2 separate regions of the Mus musculus genome follow, and region 2 is linked to region 1. The links are chromatin contacts, called in public Hi-C maps. All regions are on one chromosome and are shown on one strand. The core of a region is the stretch at or near the end of the contact, and the rest is flanking DNA. Distances in the headings are between cores, read along the strand shown. Region 1 overlaps Snx29 (sorting nexin 29). Region 2 overlaps Cpped1 (calcineurin-like phosphoesterase domain containing 1).

Evidence for each region. A called contact is a pair of places that touch in the nucleus more often than the background predicts.
Region 2: a contact with region 1 is called in a Hi-C map of uterus, with 2.3 times the contacts expected there. The contact joins two enhancer-like sites. A contact is called at or near these places in 2 of 39 promoter capture datasets (both in liver), 1 of 15 datasets of contacts at CTCF or cohesin (the NIH/3T3 cell line), 3 of 484 Hi-C or Micro-C datasets (the Ba/F3 cell line, cumulus cells and uterus) and 1 of 9 other capture datasets (embryonic stem cells).

What each region holds. Positions count from the first base shown.
Region 1 is chr16:11,706,300-11,711,443 of GRCm38.p6, reverse strand. All of the region lies in intron 18 of Snx29 (sorting nexin 29), which reads right to left. Among named protein-coding and RNA genes, the nearest start is that of 4833415N18Rik, 71 kb to the left of the region's middle. Within about 2 kb of position 1,838, at least 19 of the 459 cell types and tissues checked have an H3K27ac peak or open chromatin away from gene starts, as enhancers often do. A contact at or near this core is called in uterus, where this site is marked.
Region 2 is chr16:11,819,449-11,824,485 of GRCm38.p6, reverse strand. The region is part of intron 3 of Cpped1 (calcineurin-like phosphoesterase domain containing 1); the gene reads left to right. Among named protein-coding and RNA genes, the nearest start is that of 4833415N18Rik, 42 kb to the right of the region's middle. Within about 2 kb of position 3,160, at least 4 of the 459 cell types and tissues checked have an H3K27ac peak or open chromatin away from gene starts, as enhancers often do. A contact at or near this core is called in uterus, where this site is marked.

The DNA of each region.
Region 1 (5,144 bases), core at 589-3,088:
CCAGTATTCACCTGCTCTGTAGGGATGAGTTGGATGCACTTGTACGTGATCCTTGGGGTACACAGATCTAAATGTGGGAGGCAAAACTATGCTATTATGAAAAAATTGTGGTCACTATTGTCATGAGCTAGGTACCCTTAGCAAGGCTGCCCACCTGAGCACAAAGGATGGTGCTAAGTGTCCTGCATCTCCACCAGAGAGCAGTGGTGACACGCAACAGATGTGGGCAGAAATCAATAGGAAGACAGGGTCTGCACGATGTGTATTTGAGCAAGTCGTGCCTTTCTCCTGTCGAGGACCTAGATGTCCAACTCAAACTGTGGGCAGTGGTTGGGCTATGCCCACTCACATACAGGTGCGGCTGGATCAGCCCTGAGAGGGATGCTAAACACTGGGTCTGAACCCCACTTCCACCTCTTTTAAGTGAAGTCACTTCTGTTTGGTAAATGAGGGTGATGCTGATGTGGGGAGAGCTGAGTGACTTCAGGATTTAGAATGGTGTCATCCAGTACCTGTATCAACACATCCGTCAAGTGTCAGTTGTTCCTTTCAGTGAACAACTGGTCATACACACAGTGGATGAGGGCAGGATAGGCAGGGAAAGAGATTTAAGATCTGCAAGCTCATTTTGGCAGGTAGAAGTTCCAGGTCAAATGCCTGCCAAGCACAACACAGGACTCATTAGCCCAAAGTATGAGGGACATCAGGCAGGTTGGCAGAGACACGGAGCACAAAGCTATACACAGGAAAGGCCTGGGCCATCCTAGCTGCTCCCCAGTATACTTACTTTAACACAAAGCATGGTCCCTCGCCCTGAAACTCAGTTCCTTCCCCTGCAGAATGGGGTGGAGCCTGGCCTCACTGGGTGATCCTGAGATGCCATGCCTAACAGGCACAGTGAGCAATGGCAGCTGCAGATATGGCAAGCCCTGTCACCTCCGTCATCCACTGCCTTTGTGTACATGAACTTCCCTATTACAGAATTAGGGGTAATTATAGGATGTGCAATCACGAAATTAAAGCAGGTAATTACCATGCCTAATTAATTGTCAAATGCTAGGCATACAAGAGAATACAAACAGAAAGCGTTGCTGTGGATAGGGCAATACTAGGTGCCCTCTGCTTGCAGAAAGCTCATTGGTAACACCAGAGGTCAGAACCTGACCCCCCTGGGTGGGTTTGCAAGCACTAAAATAAACCCAGGATGCACACTGGGCTCTGACTCAGCCTGAGCGGGGTACCCTCTGTGCTGGCTGCAGGCCAACAAGGCATTTATACAACCCTGTCACCAACACACCCAGACTCCCAAACCAGAGAGCTATTTCAGGAAGGGGACCTCTTAGGGATAACTTAATGGCTGCTGTAAACCCTGACAAGGAATAGACTATAGAGTCTGGCCCACATGCAACAAGAATTCACAAATATAAACAGTGGGTTTGCAAGCAAACCACCATGCTGCCTCTGCTTGCTAGCAGCCACTAAACACCTCCCTTGTTACTCAGCTTCTGCCCCACATGAAGTCCTGACCCCAGAAGCAAATGTTAGCCCTGTACGGTGTTGTTCTTTCCTCTCCTTGGTTCTGGGGATTTAGCTTGGGGCCTCAGCCATGCTAAGCAAGTGGCAACCAATGTGGCACACCCCAGCCATTACTTTCATTTCTTATTTTCAGAGATCTCATTCTGTAGTTCAGGCTGGCCTTGAACTTGTGATTTTCCTGCCTCAGCTCCTCCTCACCCCCACCCCCAAGTATATGGGATGACAGGTCTACACTACCAAGCCCAGAGCACGAAAAACAGGTCCAGAGAAACATAGGTCTTGTTTCTCTTAGAAAATGCAAGTCTGACTCTCACTTCCTGGAACTCGTGGACAATGGCATATGGCTCCAGACATATTGCATAAGAAGTTCTCTAAAGCTCAGTGATTTTCTTTGTTTTAAAGTGAAGCCAAGGAACAAACAAGTAAGACTTGTAAGCACCATTACATGATACAAAGGGCAGAGGAGACCAAGCTCAGAGCTCCTGATGTAGGAACGGCCGGGAGCCACACCATATTCATGCAGAGGAAAGCAGAGACAGCTGACACTGATGTGAGGGCTCTCACATGCAAAACAATCAGATGGCATTAGACACTCTTCAAAACGGCTTGAGGTTCCTAATACATTTTATTTCCTTAATAGGCAATGAGTAAGATGATTTGTGTTTTGGTTCACAGCCTATGTTAATGTATCCTCGCTCAACTTTCCTTTTAATGAAATGGCTTCATGTGTTATTAACTGTAATGTCCTTGGTGCTAGAACAAAATGCCCAAATTACCATAGGACCACACTGATGGAGTGATATTATCACCGTCAAATGCTGCAGAAGATAAACAACTTAGCTCAGGACAAATGACTTTCCAGTTCACTGGGTTATGTAAGCGAGAGAGACAAGAAGAGGAAGAGATGGAGACATGTTAGTTATTTACTGAGGACTGCCAGCACCATCCCACAGGTCTGTGACAGAGGTACAGAGGAGGCCTGGGAAGTAGAAGGGGCCAGCACAGTCTCTCAGAGGGAGAAGTGCAGTGCCCAGTTCTACACACTATACTCTAAATAGACACTCAGCACCATCTGAATGTCACATCAGAATGTCTTGGCCAATGGTTCCCAAAGAGTGGTCTTCCTGCTGGCTTGTTGGCTCACCTTTGGAGGGGACCAGATTTGAAAACACTGTGTTTCAGTCATGTGCCCTCCCTACCTTTTAGACCCGATTCACATCAGGTCTCTTTCCCTGGTAGCAATCAGGTATTACTAGCTCAGAGACAGCCAAATGGCTATTTCTATCCCCCTTATAGATAGGCACTAGGGATCCAGAAAGAATTAAGCCAGACTTCACCCCTGGCCTCAGAAAATTAGTTGGCCTGCCCAAAAAGGTGCAAAGAACCCTGATGAATTCAACTGGGAAAGAACTGGAGGGGAGGGACATGGTGTCTCCAGCTAGGTGAGGAATATGAATGCAGGAAATCAGCTGAGGGGTGTTTGGCTTAGAACAAAGGTCTAGGGGTAGTGTTGAATGTCTGTGTTGAGGCATGGTGACTTGAGCTCAAGGCCAATGGTTGACTGCACAGGGGAAAAACAAAAGGCTGAAGAGATGACTCAGTCAGTAAAGTACTTGCTTCTTAAGTAAACAGACCTTAACTCAAGCCCAGAACCCATGTAGAAGGGCAAGGCGTCACTGTCAGCGACAAGTGCCATCTTACAGATGTACAAAATGATGGACACAGGGAGGGGGAAGGCATCTGATGTAGACTCTCTAGGTCTTTTAGAAAATATGCTCTATCATATACACTCAAGTATAACAAGAAGGATGGGAAGTACACAGACATCAGGGAAATGGGCACCAGGCAGAAAGGAACATCCTGTAGATATTACCATGGCAAAGCTGGAAGTATACAACGTCACCCCGCGTGCTGCTAGCACCAATGTGAACAACTCAGGGCAAGACCAATATACAGTGTGTGTATTAAACACTCCATGAAAAATTACCAGGTGAAGAAAACTTACTAAGGGTGAGCAAGGGACAAAGAGCAAGGCGTGTTGTTTAGCAGAAAGGCTGGCTGCTCCAGCCAGGGGATGCTCTCTAAGAGGATCCTAATCTGCAGAAGCCTATTCCTTGTGAATCCATGGCTTGAAGGATGTACAGAAAGACTCAAAGTACCAAAACAAAAAACAAAAAACAAAAAACAAAAACAAAAACAAAAAAGTGGGGTATGGTGGAGTACATCTATAGAATCTGCTTGAGGGTGGTGACAATAGCAGGCTGACATTCTTGCCAAGTTCTAAGTCACTGAGAGATACTGTGTGTGGTGACTTGAATTAGAATGGCCCCAACAGTCTCATGTGTCTGAATGCTTGTTCCCTAGTGAGTGGAACTGTTTGGAATTATTTGGGAAGGACAAGGAGGTGTAACCTTGTAGGTATGGCCTTGTTGGAGGAGGTGTGGCTTTGTTAGAGGAGGTGTATCATTGGGAGTGGGTTTTGAGGTTATAAAAGCCCATATGAGACCCAGTCTCCCTTTCTTTCTACCTCTTGCCTGTGTTCAGATGTCAGCTCTCAGCTTCCCGCACCATGCTTGCCCTCTTGTTCCTCACTATGGTGATCATACACTAACCCTCTGAAACAGTAAGCCCCCAAACACCTTCCTTTATAAATTCCCTTGTTCATGGTGTCTTCTCACAGCAATAGAAGACACTGTCTTACAAATCAAGGTGAACAGCTGCTGAGGAATGACATCCCAGATTACTTTCTAGCCTCCAGCATGCACACACACAGAGGCATGCCTGTGAACACGCACACAAAAGAGGTCTTACCATTTGTGACAACATGCAAGCAGAGCACACCAAGAGTCTGCCATGCTGGGGTGAGGTGAGGGAGCTCTTGTGGAAACCACAAGATAGGAAAGTTCTGGGACCCCCCTGTGGCAATGCTATAACTAATGCCTGTCGTCTTCTAGAAACTTGGTAAGAGAAGTGTCTTCATTCCCCCAATACATACTAAATCCAGGTGGTGAGGAATGTATTAAGTTATTTATATTTAATTAAGTCATGATGTATCTTTGAATATATATATATATATATATATATATATATATATACTTTTTATTTATCAATCAATTATATTTTAATGCAGAAGTTTTTAAAAATAAAAGAGATGACAAGCTGGATATGGTGGCACCTGTAGATGCTCAGAACTCCGGAGGCAAAGGCAGGAGGATCTCAATTTTGAAGCCAGCTTTGGACGTAGAGACCCTGTCTCAACAAAAGAACAAGAGAGACGATGGGGTGGAGACTTAGCCTGGTGTTAGTAGATGATGGGGTGGGGATTAGCCTGGTGTCAGAAGTGCCGAGAAGACAAGAGGCATAGCTGGCACATAAAAGCTTACAGAGCACAGAGGAGAGCTGGACATGGTAACTATTACAACCCATGATAGACCTATGTATGATTCCAACAACATATGTATGAGCACAGTCACAGTCTAGAAATAAAGCCAGGAAACAATCAAACATTAACAAGATGGTTCTGTGAGCTGATAGCTTCTTATTTTCTTTATGACTTTTTTATGTTTTCCAGATTTCCTTCCTCTGTCCAACTTTGGTAACAGAGAAGC
Region 2 (5,037 bases), core at 1,911-4,410, 110 kb before region 1:
CGTTTCATCTCTAGTATTTGTGTGCTTTTTAACAGAGAAACAGAAAGAAAGGGCGAGCTCTCAGCCCTTGGTTGCAGCCTTAGGATTTCAAGTTTTTAGAGAAGGTGGAGGTCAGACTGCATTACAGACAGAGGAGAACTTTAGGCCGTCTGTCTCACCACTACCACAGCTGTCTATATCCTGATGCTACCAGGAAGTGGATTCTGCTTGTGTTCATTAGAGGAAGTCCAACCCTGAGCCTGTCACACACTAGTGACCCCTTGATAAAGACTCACCGTTTAACAGGGACAGAGCCTGGCCTGGGTCACATCTCCCTAGCAGCAGCATTGCCGGGATGCCCACACTGCCTATAATGGCCAGCTGAGATCTGGATGGGAGACACACTTCCTAGAGCACTGCATCTTAAACTGAGATGTGCCCACATATGGGGTCACACTACTGAATATGGGATGGGAGACAGGAAAAGAAAACACACAGTGATCAAAAACTAACTCAGAATCAAACCCATCCCAACTGGAAGTGTTTCCAGCAGTATTAGCACCGTGCTGTATTGTCTGCAGTACACAGCATCCTTGCCGCCTTGGTCCTTAACACTCAGTGTGTGCACTTAGCATTATGCACACCATCACACCATGCGACACCCGCAGATGCTGCTGCCCAAAGTGTCTTTGCTCAAATTTGAGATTATTATATGTTATGAATTACAGGGTGTTCTTAAATGTACATGTAAAGTGTTCTGCTCTTATAGGAACATAATAGCTTAATTGCAGAAAACAAAGATGATTGTTTTCAACTCTCATTGCTTAGCGTGTAAGAACCAAATTAATGTATCTCTGGGTGGGGTTGTGTCAGGATGGGTTATTTTAAAAACTATTGTTTGAGTTGCTGACTGAGTTTCCTTTAAAATATGTTAATGGGCTTGGTTGTGATTAGGGCAGATATTGTAGCAGTTTCTGAAATGGCGTACGTGTGCTTCTGCTATCTCAGACTATTTATTTTCATGAGTTGACAGTCCTGGTATTGTAGTTGTAGTCAAAATGTCCACTCTGTAAAATGTCTTATATATTCAGCCAAGATTTAATTCTCTTTTTTAAATTTTACATATTTATTTTATGTGTACAGGTGTTTTGCCTATGTCTGCGTCTATATCATATATATGTTTGGTGCCAACAGAGACCAGAAGGCTGTCAGATACCCTGGGACAGGAGTTACAGGTGATTGTAAGCCATTATATGGGTGCAAGAAACTGAACCCAGGTCCTCTGGAAAGAGCCACCAGTGCTCTTAGCTACTGAGTCATCTCTACAGCCCTAAGATTTAATTCTTCCTATAAAATAAACAAGCAAGTCCATCTCATTGGTATACAGATTTGCTTTCATCTTTAATAAATGCTAAAATTATACATCTACAAAGAATTACAATGAAATAACTATGAGTTGTTGTCAGCAATTTTTTATTTACATACCTCTTTTATATTTCAGGATTGTATAAAAATCTCTCAAGCAAAATAGTATCATAAGTAGAAAAATTTAAGAAACACTACTCTAGAGTAGGTATTTGTAAGATTTTTCTTGAAAAACATTAGGCTGTAAATATTTGGGGTTTACCTGACCTGAGATCTCTGTAGAGCTATTTAGCAACATTTCTGTAATATGTAATTGGCAAGAGAGAACATGTCTACAACTGGTTATAGCCATGTTCCAACTATTAAAAAAAAAAAAAAAAAAAGGTGGTGGATCTGCCCCTGCCTCTGTCCGAGACATGTTCCCTCCCAAAAGACACTAGCTTTCTGAGTCCTTGGGTAGAGAGTGTGCATGCGTGATGGCTGTGTGCTTCCTGCAACCTGCTGTGGTCATGTGGCTGGCTCAGTATAGGGGTCTGCCCTCAGAGAACCTCCCCTGCTTCTCAGTTCATATTCCTGGGTGAGCCCAACACTGTGCCTGGGGCCTGTGATGCAGCCTGGAGCAGAGAAGGATTGGGAAGGCCATGGTACTACTTAAAATGTCCAATGGTTGATATTTACTTTAACATGTCCTAGAAAGACATAAGCAATTCAATAACTTAAACCCAGGTTCTGCGTAAGTCATAGGATAGCTAGGATGCAGAAGCCAACAAAGGGAAAACTTATGAAAGATGCCCAAGATGGCTGCTGTGGGGGCCAGTGGGATGGGAGAAGCTATGTAACAGGCAGGTAAGCACCAGGCCATCCATGGGTTGGGATAGAGCTTCAGTCTCACCCTTTTGGTGGCCCCTTCACCATGTGGCATCTCTTTCTGCTTTCTATTGTCCTTTGTAAAACAAAGGTTCTCATTCCACCCTCAGGGTTGATGCATTAGATAAAATGAGGCGTGTCCTAGAAGTGCTGGGCACCATGCCTGAACAGTGCTCCATACGGAACTATTTGCTGCTCTGTGATCCTGAACTATGATGAGATTTCTCAGCAGGCCATTAACTAGATGGGTGTTTCTGGCTTCCTTCTTTTCACACAAAACTCTCCAGGTAGAGCCAGGTGTGCTCTGAGGGCTAGCCTACAGTCTGCTCGGGAGCATCAACCCTGAGCAAAGGCTAGACCAAAGCCTCAGGGCTCCTGGAGGGTATGGGAAACTTGACTACTTTGAGCCTGAGATTATTTAGACTAGATAAGGAATACATGCTATTCCTAGTTTTCTGGAAAGGGACCACTAATTTAGAAGAGGGGAGAGCTACAAAACTAGATAATCCCTTTGGAATTTAACAAATAAATGCAGCTCTTTGTTAAAGCACACACTGTACCACTATTCTAGCAAACAACCTTTGGGGGCACCACTCTATGATCAGAACTTCTAAATAAAGCAGTGTGCCTCAAGACCGTGGTAACTACCCTACAGTGCTCTCTGTCTGAAGTGCATTTTTAAGAAGCTTATTTTGGCGGCTTTTCTTTTGAACTGACTTTGTAAAAGAACAGACAAGTGTCCCCTGTTACAGCACCCACAGAACCCTGGTCTTCTGGAGCCAGATTGATGGATTCTGCTCTTTACCTTGTCTTCTAGCATGCAGTCAGTCTCGCGTTCATTCTTCCAGACGTGGTCAGTTTTACATTTTGATCCATTTATCGTAAAGCACCACAGTTTAGGCGCTTGATGTCTGCACCTCCCTCTCCATAAGAGATAAAAGACCAACTGCTGACGCTACATCTGCTGTGAAGTGGTGGATTTCATTTCTCACTTTGGAGGTATCCTTAACAGTTGGGCTAATTAAAGTTAAAATCAAGTCCTGATGGTAAATATTTATAAATCAAGAATCTGGCGTGTGAATTGTGTTCTACTGATTCCAGAAGTGAAGTCAGCCTGTATTCATTCAGCAAACAGCACAGGCTCCTCCATGGCCTTCAGGCCAGAGGAATAAAAAGAAAGGTTAGAGGTTCCTTCTCCAGAGAGCCAGACTAAACGTGTGTGTGCAGGCATGCACAGAGAGTGTAGCACGTGCACATGGAGGCCAGATGTGAGCACTTAGTATTGCTCCTCACGCACCATCTGCTTTACTTGACGCAGTCATCCTTGTCCTGGATGCCCAGTGCTCAGGTCTTGCTGGACAGCTAGCGAGCCCCAGGCATTGCCTGTCTCCACCTCCCAGTTCTGGGATGACAGAGGCATGCCACCACATCGGATTTTATTTTTTCACGTAGGTTCTAGGTTTGATCTTGGGTTCTCATTCTACTGAGCCATCTTTCCAGCCTTCTGGTCATTCTTAGAAAAAGTGTTACATTGTAGTGTTGCAAAAAGGCGCTTCTGAGCCAGGAGAGAAGCAGTCAGAGATTTATGAAGAATAGTCTGTCTGCTCTTTCAGGTCCTGCTTTTCAAACAACAGTTGCCGTCCTTCTGAAATCTTCAGTGAGACGCATTTGTAAAACCTTGGTGTCTGAGTGTCTTAGTCCAGTTTCTGTTGCCGAGCTGTCACCACAAGCTATAATTTATCAGGAATAAAAATGCATAGTTATAAGATCTAGGAAGTTCAAGCAAGATCAGGAGACTGTATCTGCCGACGTCTTTCTTTACTGGTGAGGATGTCGTGTGATGACTCCACACCCTGCCCCCGGTCTCTTTCAAAGCCACAGCCCATGGATCAGGCCCTTCCTTGTGTTCTCACTCTCTTGATACTTCACAGTGAGGATAAAAGCGTAGTGTGGCTTCATTGTGAGGATGTTGGCCCACAGCCCCAGTTTGAGCAGAACACCCTAACTTCCTCTACAGCTAAAATTTGTCTTTGTTTCCTTTAGTCACAGCAGCACAGCCTAGGTCTGGGGGCTCGCTGTACACCATCATCTGGAATGGCTTGAGTGGTGCTGCTGGTCTTTTGTCTTACCTAAGCGTTTGAGGGCCAAGGAGATGGCTCGGGGTTTGGTTTGCATCACCGAGCCTGATGATGTTTCAATCCTGGGGACCCACATGATGGAAGGAAAGAATCGAATCCTCTAAGTCATCCTCTGCCCTCCACACATATGCCATGGTGTCTGCACACATGCTCATGCAACACTAAATAAATAAATGTATAAAAAAACTTATAGTGTTTGAATATCAGTGATGAAAGTAAGGTAACAGCATAGTTGGTCAGACACAGTCAGAGTCCTTGTGGTGGTTCAAGTGAGAATGGTCTCCATAAGCAAGCATGTTGGAAGGCTTGATCCCCGCCTGGTGGGACAGTTTAGGAAGGATTAAGAGGTTTGTCCTTGTGAAAGGAGGTGTGGCCACACCCAGTCCACAGGCAGGAAGCACAATGTTGAGTGTTTGCTGCTTGGGACCCTTTCTCCATTGTCAGTCTAGCATCTCGGCAGGGAATGGTGCTGCCCACAGTGAGCAAGCTTTACCACCTCAGCAAAGGAGATAAGGTTAATCCCCATAGGAGTCTACAGGGGACCATCTCCCAGGTGATTGTGGAGTGTGTCAGCAGAACACTAACCATCATGTGGGTGAATTCCATGTTGGCAACATTTCTTGCCTCTTTCCTTCCTCCTTTCCTTCCTTTCCACTCCCTAGTCCCCTTATAAAGATCACACTCGTAC